3 separate regions of the Danio rerio genome follow, and regions 1 and 3 are each linked to region 2. A link is a contact called in public HiCAR-type data. All regions are on one chromosome and are shown on one strand. The core of a region is the stretch at or near the end of the contact, and the rest is flanking DNA. Distances in the headings are between cores, read along the strand shown. Region 1 has its middle 51 kb from the start of plekhh1. Region 2 has its middle 74 kb from the start of tmem229b. Region 3 has its middle 68 kb from the start of zfp36l1a.

Evidence for each region. HiCAR-type assays count read pairs that join an accessible place to other places.
Region 1: a contact with region 2 is called in a HiCAR-type map of caudal fin, with 5 times the contacts expected there. The contact joins two enhancer-like sites.
Region 3: a contact with region 2 is called in a HiCAR-type map of caudal fin, with 4 times the contacts expected there. The contact joins two enhancer-like sites. A contact is called at or near these places in 1 of 18 Hi-C or Micro-C datasets (caudal fin) and 1 of 4 datasets of contacts at active chromatin or transcription factors (caudal fin).

The regions. Positions count from the first base shown.
Region 1 is chr17:39,746,665-39,751,244 of GRCz12tu, reverse strand. No RefSeq gene overlaps it. Among named protein-coding and RNA genes, the nearest start is that of plekhh1, 51 kb to the left of the region's middle. Within about 2 kb of position 3,009, at least 9 of the 62 cell types and tissues checked have an H3K27ac peak or open chromatin away from gene starts, as enhancers often do. A contact at or near this core is called in caudal fin, where this site is marked.
Region 2 is chr17:39,563,850-39,568,143 of GRCz12tu, reverse strand. No RefSeq gene overlaps it. Among named protein-coding and RNA genes, the nearest start is that of tmem229b, 74 kb to the right of the region's middle. Within about 2 kb of position 2,768, at least 16 of the 62 cell types and tissues checked have an H3K27ac peak or open chromatin away from gene starts, as enhancers often do. A contact at or near this core is called in caudal fin, where this site is marked.
Region 3 is chr17:39,729,337-39,733,508 of GRCz12tu, reverse strand. No RefSeq gene overlaps it. Among named protein-coding and RNA genes, the nearest start is that of zfp36l1a, 68 kb to the right of the region's middle. Within about 2 kb of position 1,963, at least 11 of the 62 cell types and tissues checked have an H3K27ac peak or open chromatin away from gene starts, as enhancers often do. A contact at or near this core is called in caudal fin, where this site is marked.

The DNA.
Region 1 (4,580 bases), core at 1,760-4,259, 180 kb before region 2:
TCATTTGAAAGCAACACTGATCATTATTTTTGCACTGCAAATACTGTAAAACTGCTTGCTTGAAAACAGGGGTGCCCAAACTTTTTCCTATAATGGGCCAAAAAGTAAACTTGATTGAGGGCTGTGGGCACACACGTTTAATGCTGAATACACTAGTCGAGCTACTCCTGCCTTTACCTTTATCTACTGTACTTTTATTAACCTTTGCCTCTGTCTGCCAAGTGATAGTATTTGCATTTTAGAAGTCTGATTAATTTAAACCATTTAACTGAATCATTTAAATTCAGAAGGCTTTTTTTTGTTTGTTTTTTTGTAGCTCAGCAATAATAATAATAAAAAAAGGTTTGGTTAAATTTTAAATGACAATCTCTGTCAAAGGCATTCGCACCAACCACCTCCCCATCATTCTCACTCTCTGTTCAGACGGGATAGTGGGCCAAAGCAAAGGTTACCAAGGGCCAACTTTAAAAGGCCCTATCCTTTGGCCATTTTCGCTATAAAATAAACCACTGTTTAGAATTAATACATTGATTGATTTAAAAAAATGTGCTGTGCATAATAGATACCTAATATCTTGTTGATAAATTAATCACATAATGGCTTAGTCTAATGTACAGACAATTTTGAGCTATCAGCAAATATTTTATCACTACCTTAGAGAATTAATATCCAATCATATCGTTATGGGACGCCCAATTTACAACTTTAGTATAAAGCGCTACATAAATGTGCAAAAATGTGCTACATAAGTGTTACATAAATTATGTAATTGACTTTGCAGAGCTTGTGCAAACATCCACATGACTATTATAAGATGTTTTCTTGTTTTCTTACCACTGCAATGTATATTTTGTTATTGAGAGGAAAACCCACAGCCACTCTAAGTCTCAATTCCAATTCTATTTTTGTACCCCTACCCCTTGCATTTGGCCATTGAAACAGAGTGTGAACGGGAAGAGCTTCAAAATGTACCCCTAAGAAATGGGAAAGCACTACAGCACTTGCAAACGTCATCATATGTCATCGCAATCTCTTGCTTCATATGAGGTCGACCATCGCGACTGCTGTTGTTATTCCAATTATTCCAGTTGTTATTTTTTTGTATTTATTTTTCTATCAGGAAATCACTGAAGGCAACAATACCATGTTATTATAACAATAATGTTGCAAATAAGATTGTAACAATACTGTGCATTTACATACTGGCCGTATTTATCTGTGTAAATACACAAAAACAGCATTAACATTATACCTGACACTGTAAAAAGGTAATTCCCAGCCACTAGACTTCTCTGACATACATGTATATGAGTATCATCGAGTGTCAGAATGTTGGTGGATGACTATACAGGAGTTATTATGTTTGCAAAATTGTGCATTTTTTTTTCATGTGCTTGTTTGTTGTAAAAAAATAGTAAAAATGACAAAGAAATACTAATTTGCGCATCTCCTGACTTCCATGTGCAGCCATGCTGCTGTTGTAGCTGGTGTCTTTTGGGAAATTTTGGTACCCCCTGGTTTCAAGTGTGGTCCTGAAAAATCTCTGTTTCAAGGGCTATCTAGCCCTATGCCTTCGAGCCAAAGAGAATTGGGACATCCCTACCCCTTTACGTGAACACGCAAAACGAGGGGTAGGGGTAAGGTCAAGGGCTAAGGGGTAGAATTGGGATTGGGCCTAAATGCCACTCTCAGAAATTGATAACCATAAATGCTCACACTTTTTTAAAGGTACAATTCATGCTATTAATATATTATTAACTATGGTTTGCCTTAATAAACTCTTAATTTGCTCCTTACCAGTAGTTCATAAAGTAATAGTTAGGTTTAACTACAGTATTAGGCAGGATTAGGGATGTACAATAAGATCATGCAGAATATGTATTTACAGTACAAGTATAAACCCCTAAATCTTAATCTTAATAAAAGGCTGGTACTAAGCCACTAGTTGATAGTGAGAAATTATCCCTATACTTAAGTGTCATCTAATAAACTGCCGCAAAGGTATTTCAAACATCTTTTTACCCCAAAACATAGAAGAACAAAGAGTACACCGGGGGTCTTGAATGTCAACCTATGATAGAGCAACCCTTCGACCAAACAAGTTCTTCTCAGATGTCTTAGGACTCTCTTATAGGGGCATGCTTTATGGAGCAACTTTGTTTTTACACTATACTGTTGTGTAAGGGCTTTTTTTTCTTTGTTACCTAATATATCTCTCTTGTCTGTGACACCTGATAATGTGGGTCCATTAGTCTCCTGTGTTTTCCTCAGGTGTGAAGCGTGGGGGTTGAAGAAGGAACTACGCACCATTTTCACTCATTCATAGTGGAAAGGATAGCGATTAGACGGGATTTCGCCATAAGAAGGCCTGGGGTGGCAGGCTGAGCTATTGTACCCTTGAGTGACGAACAAGGATGTGAAGGGGGGAAGAAAAAAAATCCACTTGTTGGCAGTTCATTCAGTGGAGTTGCCCTGAGGATACATAAGCCCGAACATATTTCATCACGCTTATAATGGACAAAACGAGGGGGGAAAGAGGCTGTTAATAGAGAGCGGGTCTGAATGAGACAAGCATGGACTAGCAGGCCGAATCTGTGGCTCACTGTGTTTTCTCCATTCTTGAAGGGAAGCGTATTGTTCATTGAGAATTCTCTCACAGTCTCCCACATCCCTCCTCTCCTGTACTCCGTCCATTCATCCATTCACAATACCTGCAGCATCAATAAATATTCACCAGCTCCACACTGCGGGGAAGAAAGCTCGACTGAAAAGAAAGGACTAAAAAAATGAAGAAAGAAGAGAGGAGCAAGGCCAAAAAGGGGAGGAAAAGAAACAGAAGAAAAGAAAGAGAAGAAAAGGTTGGGAGTTGGAGCTTACCAAAAGCCAGGCAAGGTGTTGGCGAAGAGCCAGGAGGGCCAAACAATGCCCAGTGTGCGCTCTATACAGACTCACTGAAGCATTGGGATACTGGAGGAGAGAGGGGCAGCTGCCTCTCCCAAATCCCGCCAAAGGAAAGGAGGGAGAGAAAGAAGGAAAGAAAGGAGTGAAAAGAAGGTACACTTTGGCTGGGGGCTCAGCGTTGGCATTCAAAACCAAAGCATCTTGTGTTCGGCATCACTTCGTACGGTCCCTCAGAGACTAACAATCTTCCTGTTCATTGCTAATGTGAAATTTATGGGAATTCCCCTGGCCGGGACAAGGAAGGAGAGGGATTTCATGTAGATTTCATGTCATTACATCAATTTATTCTAATGCTAATACATTATATTACATTGCTCAGAGGATGTTTCTCTAAAGCTCTTAATCTTTGTTCCATGTAAGCCAGGATCCTGATTGGCTGTGGTTGCCAGACATTTACTGTAAAAATGCATGGATGTGTTTCAAGAATTATTTAACTAATAACTGACAACAATATCATATCATTTCTTCAGCTTAGTCTCTATATTCAACCCAGTTCTGGGAAGTGTCTACACATACTCATTCACTATGGCCAATTTAGTTTATTCAATTCATCTATGGTGCATGTCTTCAGACTGTAAAGGAAACCGGAGCACCTAGAGGTAAACTCACGCCAACACGGGGAGTACATGCAACTGACCCAGCCAGGACTCGAACAAGCAACCTTTTTGCTGTGAGGTGACAGTGCTAGCCACTATGTCACCCTGACAATATTATAAAGCAAAAAATAAAAATAAAAATTAGAAATAAAATTACATAAAGTAACACAAAACACTCTCAAATGGGAGCTTCCAGAACTCTTCATTAGAATGGCTCATATTTATGCTTTAAAATTAATTATAGTTAAATGTTAGTCAAAATTGACAAAGTAATTTGTGGCTGCAAAAGATTTGTGTGTAAAAAAAAGCTGTTTTATTCATCAAAGAATCCTAAAAATGTACTTGTCACAATCACCTTCAATCTACTCGATACAGATCGCTAGAGAACTATATATCTGAAAGGAACTACTAATACTGTCATGCACCACACACTCACACCTGTTCCGGTTTTCCTCTGATTGCAAACACACACACACAGCTGAAACTATTCATGTACTGATATAACAATTACTGGCAACACTGACAATAATAAGAAAATGTTGAAAGCTGAAATGATTTCTGACTAATCCTTTACCAAAAAATCTGGAATAATGACTGGAATATTCTGCTTTTCTGTCAAGTTAATAAATTACAATTCAAAGTATTTCAAAAATGAAAATCCAAAAGCAAACAAAAAGTGCTGCAGGGCTAAATAATGTGTCTGTGCTATTTGGGTAAGACATAAATAAAGATAAACAGCTAAATTATATGTCCAAGGCACTCGAAAAAATGTAAAAAGTTTATTTTAAAAGCCTTTATTAACATGGCTATTCCATTAGAACAGCACCTACATTAGGCATTTCAGCTGTATATTCAAATATAATTCCTTACATGTTTTAATTGTAATAGTATTTCACTCTTTTCACCAAATTTTGGATTTTAAGCCATTTACATGTTTGTCCCACAGTTCACACATGAATGATTACCATATATATATATACAGTACCACATTCAGATTCACATTCACCACTCAGTCGCTAACTG
Region 2 (4,294 bases), core at 1,519-4,018:
TAATAAATTTAAGTCATATAAACAGAGCTCATTATAGTTGCTATGCTAACAGACAAAATAGTATTAAGTTGGGTCACACTTTAGTTTGATGGTCCGTTTGTTGTATTTAAGTTACATTGCATCTACATGCCAACTAATTCTCATCTTATAAGTATATTATAAGTAGACTGTAAGGGTTGAAGTTAGGGTTAGTGTAAATTGTACTTGCAAAGTTTCTTATAGTCTGTTAAATGTCTCTAAAGGAGCAGTATTAACATATGAAAATGTTCTGCTAGCTGGGAATAAACAATTGTTTGAATGGATGTGATGTATTTCAGTGTTAAATTTAATTTTTATAAGTCATTTTATAGCTTTTCGTTTTCACTTTAAATTTATCATGTTAAATGTTAAAGTTTTTATTATTTTTAAAAATATATATTTAGCGTATTAGCATAACCAATACAATATTTCAGCTTAAAAGGGGATGCATTTTTCACTGCCAATCATTTCATGTTTTTATACAATATAGAAAGTAAAAAAATAAATGATCAAAGTAAATAATAACGATAACAATAAAATTTACACAATTCAGGGAGGGTCAAATATACACCTAATAGTCAAACTCTATATTAAATAATATTTAATCTTTGTTCTTAGTGTGAAGAAAAGACTGTGAGAGAAAGCTTTCTGGTTGTTAAATTAGAAATTACCTTGCAGAGTACCTTGCAGATTAAAACCAAGTAGATATTATTTTATGCTTCTACAAAATCAGGATAGAGTAACCTTACATCTTCAGTTTATTTGGGCCAGATATTTGTGAATACATTTATTGTTTTCTATAACATAAATGTTGTATACAATATAATTTTGTTTTATGTTTTTGTCATTTTTATTTGTTTTTTATGTCTATATGTTTTAAACTTTAACTTAAGTTATTCATGTTTTAAGTGAAACTAAAACAAAATAAAAAATGTTTTATGTATTATTTATTGATTTATTTATTTATTAAGCTGTAAGCATTTATTTAAATTATATATACACTACCTGACAAAAATCTTGTCGTCGATCCTAGTTGTAAGAGCAACAGATATTAACTTGACTTCTAGTTGATCAATCGGAAAAGTAGCAGAAGGTAGATTTTTTTGATGAATCATCTGTTGAGCTGCATCCCAATCATCACAAACACTGCAGAAGGCCTATTGGAACCTGAATGTTACCAAGATTCTCACAGAAATCAGTCAAGTTTGGTAAAAGAAAAATCATGGTTTGGGGTTACATTCAGTAGGCGGTCAAGCAAGAGATCTGCAGAGTTGATGGCAACATCAACAGCCTGAGGTATCAAGACATTTGTGCTGCCCATTACATTACAAACCACAGGAGAGGGCAAATTCTTCAGCAGGATAGCGCTCCTTCTCATACTTCAGCCTCCACATTAAAGTTCCTGCATGAAAGCAAAGAAGGTCAAGGTGATTGGGCAGGATTGGCCAGCCTAGTAACCAGACATAAACATTATTGAGCATGTCTAGGGTAAGATGAAGGAGGACGCATTGAAGATGAATCCAAAGAGTCTTGATAAACTCTGGGAGTCCTGCAAGAATGCTTTCCTTGCCATTCCAGATGAGTTTATTAATAAGTTATTTGAGTCATTGCAGAGATGTGAGGTTGCAGTCCTCCAAGCTCACAGGAGTCATACACAATATTAATTATTTTCCCACTGCATTATGATTTTATATTCTATACTGTATATTATTTCTGTTAAGTGACAATACTTTTGTCTAAGCAAAATCAAACCTTAGTGTCTTAATTAAATTATAAAAATCAAGGCATGATCCTGTTTTATTTTGGTAAAATAAGAGTAATCTAGAGACCTTTGCCTATCATATAAACCACTTCTGATACCAAATGATCAACTAGAAGTCAAGTTATTATTTGTTGTTCCTAAGACTTGGATAGGTGGCAAGACTTTTGTTAGATTGTGTATATAAAATTGTTTAGGTTACTATAATAACCCCAATTACACCAGTTAAATTGTTTGTGATCTGAGAAATGTCAATAAGAAACTATTACAAACTACTGTATACTGTATGTACATTTTACAAGCTTTTAAGCCTTGGGTTATAAATAATAGCCCTGTGCTTCGTCCATAAGTGCTAGCTATTTGTTCTAAATGAATAGTTATTCATAAATTATTCATAAATGCCAAATCGGTCTTGCCATTGTGTTTCTTTGCAGGAGTTGCAAATGCTTCACAAATAAACCGATCATGGTTTTTAATTTTGAAGAACAGAGGGGTGACAATAAAAGTATACAATGTAAACAAACACTGAATACATTACTAATAAATGACTAATACTTACAAATATATTTAGAATAAGTTAAATTAGACCAATTTACATCCACACTTTTTAAATAAATCAGTAGAACATATCAAACTATTCATGTTTTTGGACTATGTCATTCCTTTCTTTTTTCTCACACACAGAAAAGTGAGTGAGCAGAGGTTAACTTAAGCTGATCCATCTGTTTGGACAGCACAAGAGAATGGACATGAAGAAAGGTCCCACAAAAACACCCACGCCACACACACACACAGTGAGGCCGCCAGCATAGTGAAGTGCTAGAACTGGACTTCTCGCTCATCACCCGCTTTCATCTTGGCATTGGCAGAACTGTTCATTTTCAACGAGAGCCCACATTTGTGTCTGGTCTGGCCACTTAAGACTGACTGATGTTTGCTCTTTACCGCTCTCTCCAGCATTGCGGCTGCGCTGGGCCAAAGCCACAGGCGTGCAGGAGAATCTGATAGTCGTGGAACCCGCGCCGCTCGCTCTCCGAGCTGGAATGCATTTCTGCAGCGCTGCACTTTTCACCATATCAGGGGAATGATTGGAGGTCCCCACCAGAGCGATCAACTTCCATGTTCAGCCAGACAACCAAACCACCCACTCGCCCACAGACACACACACACACACATAGACACAAACATTCCCGATGATACTTGACAGACTCAACAGACTGGATGTGTGCTCATACCATATGATTCACATGCAGAATTGTTTTTGGAGTTTAGGTTTCACTTCCTAATTTTGACTGTTTGTAACGTTTTAAGAAATCATCATGAGTTTAGCTATCAGAAATGCACAGACAAATTACGCCATAACATTTCAGCAAAGTTGAAACAAAGTATGATCCATTAGTATTTTTAGTTAAAGTATTAACTATTAATTGACCGTTCTCAGCATGATGAAGGTTTAACATCGCAAGATTTTATTAGAAAAGAAAAAAATGAGTATTTAGGTAACTCTTGTTCTTTGCAGTTGACTCTAGTTTGCAAAATCAACTTATATAAAAATTGATTCAATCACAAATCATACTGTTATTAATAATTAACAGCTCACCAGGTTAAAGTTTGTTTATACAATATATATTATTTATACAATATATATATATATATATATATATATATATATATATATATATATATATATATATATATATATATATATATATATATGTACACACGAAAAGCAATTAGTTGACCTCTTAAAAAGGAGAGTAAACTCCTTGCCTTATAATTATTAAGAAAAACAAACTATGCATAATTCTAAAAATTAAGTCCATGGGTCAATAGCATAGATTTTAGATTTTAGTAACTATAACCTTGAATTTTTATTTAGTTTGTGGTCTCATTTTATTTGTAACTGTAAGCTATGACATCATTTTGCTTTTTACTACAAAAACGCCATTTTCATGAGTAAGTAATAGTAAACAAACAACAGTTCTCTGGAAGAACTGGTGATGTAAACAAATGAATTACCTTCCATAAATCAACACTATTGTGTCGTTGGCCTAATTGTTCTATATGGGATGTTGTTCTAAGGACTCTTATTTTTCAAAATAATCTGTAATATACAACAATGAATATGAGTGTGTCTTGTTATTACAATGATAAGTATGCACACCATTTCTAATAAGCATGTTCTGTGCAATTTACACAAATTTAGCAAATACATACTTTTTAAGCTTCCCATTGAAAAACAGCAAGCTCACTGTTAAGTGTTAAAGCTTTAGACTGATGTATAGGCTGTCAAGATAACTTGTGTTTTTTTTTATGTAATCTATTCTTGAACACTGACATGGTAAAAAAAAAAACACCTCAGTGCATCTATGTCCTGATGCTGGCTAACTCTTTGCTTTTAAAACAATGAGTTTAGCCACTTATTTAAATTAAAGTAACCCAATCATTTTTTAGTGTAATAGCTGGGCTTTCATCCTAATGTGACGAAAACCTTTTTAAAGTTTGAAAATAAATGGG
Region 3 (4,172 bases), core at 714-3,213, 170 kb before region 2:
TCTCGATAATTTGGTTCTTCAAACAAGTTCGCGAATCAGATTATAATGTCTGGATAAACGGATCTGAGATCGCTGCGTGTGTTGTGAAGGACAGATCTATCGATCCTCGAAATCATAATCAGCAATGCAACGATTGGCTGACTGCACAGCAGTGTAATGACATCATCTGATTAATATTCAATTATCCATGTGAGCAAAATTACATCAAATTAGCATTAAACGGTTTGTTAAATATGATACGCAATAACTTTCCATATTTGTTGTGAGCTGCAGGCTTTTTATGTGTCAAGTGTATTTATCATGTATTTCAATGCAAATCAATGTATTAAGTTCTACATTTAGAAAAGATTTTCTTTATTATAGTAGCCGTTTTTAAAGAATAACTGGATGTTTACAAAAGCATTTTGATTTTGGTAAAGGTGTCTGCAACTTTTGTAAAGCATAAAATCACTGTAATATTAGCTGTCAAAACATGTTTGTGACTGCATATGTATTATTGCTTTTAAAAAAGTTACATATTGTGCATTTCTATTATACAGAAATTGTACTAAAGCGACCTAAAAACTTCATATCAATAAGTTTTCTCTTTGCACCACCAGATGGCAGTCTTTGTACTTTCATTTCGGAGTGCAGATTGCCTAAGTTTTATTAATATATAACTTTATATATAGTTAAAAATAGTTAATATTTTCCCAAGTGTATATAACTACTACTGTAAGAAAATATCAGCATTTGGTACATACTTTCAGTATTTTCTTTGCATGAACTGACCCGATCTAATCCTGTTTATATGAATTGAACCTGCTTCCGATGAGGTTTGAGCTAGCAGAACTGTTGCTATGACAACAAGTCTTGGATCAGCTTTGAAGAACGAAATGATCCTGGATCGTGTAAAATCATCAACATCCAAATCCAGCTAACTGAGTTTTCCACGTATGAAGAACGGACCCCAGGACTAGACCAAATCTGTTTTCCAAACAAGGGCCAAACATGGACCATATCTGGGCCTAGTCTAAGCCAAGTTAATAACTCATAACAGGACCTGAACTGGGCCAGATAGGTTGGTGTGTCACAATGGCAATGAAATTGATAAACCCATAAATAGTTGCGCTTTAGGTACACTATGGGCATGCTTTTTCTCAAAGTGACCTGATTGGTAGAATTTTCTTTATTTAAAAATTATTTCAATGTATTTTAAATGTGGGTCAAGACTGGCCAAACTCATGTGGCCCACATGTCAATTTTTAAAATCTGGGCCAAATACTACGTTTTACATCTGGCCCAAATCTTGTCTGCCACCCCAAACCCGGGCCATGTTTGGCCCACATGCTGTGTGCCAGTGCCGGATGAATGCCTGCTGTGCCAGCTTTATGCCAAATCTGGGCCAGAATTATTTGCTACTAGGGAGCAGACATAATGACATTTTTTAGGTGAACTATCCCTTTAAATACTGTAGTGAGAGTCTGAAAAGTCTTGTTGTTAATGCCAAAAGTCTTATAAACCTACTTCTATATACTCCAAATGACAACTGAAAGGCCCGAATGTAATTACTTTTCACCATGAATTATTTTGATTCATATGAATCATGTGATGATTCATGTGTGTGTCATTACAGCTCACAAAAGCATCAAGTGAACATGAGTGAGTCACCAAAAAACAACAGCACTGCCACTAAAAAAGCACAAATGAGATTCGACCCAGATTTGTAACAAAGCCAAATAAAACTGTCACACACTTAACAGCTGAAGCCTCTTCATCTGCTATTATGAGCCTCATGGTACCTTCATGGGCCCCCGAACGTCCCCTAGAAACCTCCATAAATGCATTACATCCTCATAGTCGTGAGCACGCATGCACAGCTTCACGATGACAGCCTCTCGTTCACTTTCTCCCTCTCGCCCTGCGCTCTGTCCCCTCTTAAGTCCCTTTCCACAAATCATACACAAATGTTTATGGTTTTTCCACAAATTACACAAATAAAAGGAGCCAGAGAGGAGAAGGGAGGAGGGCGCTGAAGAGAGACGTTTGGACCTGGTACAAACAAGGGCAGCAAGCCAAGAAGCTTTGCTAAAAGTTCGACTTCAACACTCCCTTGAGTAAAAGAGCTCAGGCAGATGGAATACATTGACTAGAACACTCAATGAGAAGCAGAGGAGATTTTGCTAACTTTGAATTGTCTTTAAAAGTTACGATCAGAGACCTCTCGAAGGGTTACTTCACCCAAAACCAAAAAATGCGTCATCCGTTATTGACCCTCATGTTGAGGATTTTTTTTCTTGTGTAGAAGATGTTTTAAAAAATGCACCATTTTGAAATGATTTAAAGCAACATGTTTTTAAAAAACAAAACAAAACACTTGTGTGGAAAAACATGTCAAAATACACTGTAAAAAAGCAATTAGTTGGCTACTTTAAAAATTGACTACGCCTGCATCAAGTTAAATCAACTTAACACTTCCAAGTTATACCTGGGTGTACTCGGTTTTTATGTAAAGTAACATAAATTTTATGTAAATATAAATATAAATTTTATGTAATTTTATGTAAAGTATGTAAAGATGAAATAATCCAGCAGGCACACGTCGTCATAAAACATTAATATTAGGTTAGGTTTAGCTCATGACGTCAGGTAACTAAAATTCAATGTTTAGCCAGCGTCTAAGGACATCTTTATTTTGACGTCCAAAAACGACCTCAAATTATGTTGATATTTGGTTGATTTTAGGTTGTGTTGGAAAGTGACCAAAATCCAACGTTTGATAGAATTCATGGTGATAATGTCCACACAACGTCAAGGTGTAACATGATTAGATGTTGATATTTGGTTGATTTTAGGTTGGACATTGACATCAGCCTAAAGTTGGGTTCTGACGTCAACCTGATTTTCATTTCCAAACAAAATCCAATGTCCCCATGATGTTGGGGTACAACGTCAATATGATGTCATGTTGTTATGGTGAATTAGATTAACTAAATTGGCTGAAGTGTATGAGTGTGTCTAATTGTGAAAGTGTATGGGTGTTTCCCAGTACTGGGTTGTGGCTGAAAGGGCATTCTCTGTGTAAAACATATAAATTACACATAATATTTGGCGGTTCATTCCGCTGTTGCAATCCCTGATAAATAAGTGACTAAGCTGAAGGAAAATAAATGAATGAATTCATGTTGCCCCCAATAAAAATCTGAACCCAGCATTTTCTTCAGCTAGTTGACTAAAAAAAAAAAAAAAAATCAACTATTTAGTCTCCACTACACTTCCTAATTTGCAATTGCCTGAATATCACACTACCTGTACCCAAAAAAAAAAAAAAAAAATACTAATACTACTAATACTTCCCTTCTTAGACTTTACAGACCTGAAACTTGCCTATAGCACTTATTCATTGTTGCTCCTAGTTGTGTAAGTTGCTTCCTTGTCCTCATTTGTAAGTCGCTTTGGATAAAAGCGTCTGCTAAATGACTAAATGTAAATGTAAATGTAAATAAACTTTATTAGAATATTTACAAGAAAAAATGATCATGCTAAATGTTACTATATTTCAACGATCTAAGACTTTTTTTTTCTCCACAACAATTAGTGTTTTGTGCACTAATTGGCACTGTGATCCTTAAATAGGGTATTTTAATATGTCACCAAATTGTCCTTGTTTAAAAAAGGATATAATTAATATTCATAGTGTCTTCTGTAAATAATGTGAAAAATTCATTAGAGTCATGACTTTTTGGATCATTCATTTATTCATTTTTATTCATTATTCATTTATTAGTTCATACCCTTTCAGCCACTGCCTGGGAAACATCTGTAAACTCTCTCAATGATACACTACGGCCAATTTAGCTTATTCAATTCACCTATACCACATGTCTTTGGACTTGTGGGGGAAACCGGAGCACTCAGAGGAAACCCATGCGAACACCGGGAGAACATGCAAACTCCACACAGAAATGCCAGCTGATCCAGCCGGAGCTCGAACCAGCGACCTTCTTGCTGTGGGGTGACAGTGCTAACCACTGAGCCACCGTGCCGCCCATCTTTTGGATCAGACAAAAGCTATTAAACAAGGTGCATTTGAACGTGCAGAACAGAAACAGCAATTTTGACCCCTTTATTTTATTTTGTACTCAGTTGACTGATTATATAGTCAGAAACAGCTGAAATATTATTCAAAATAT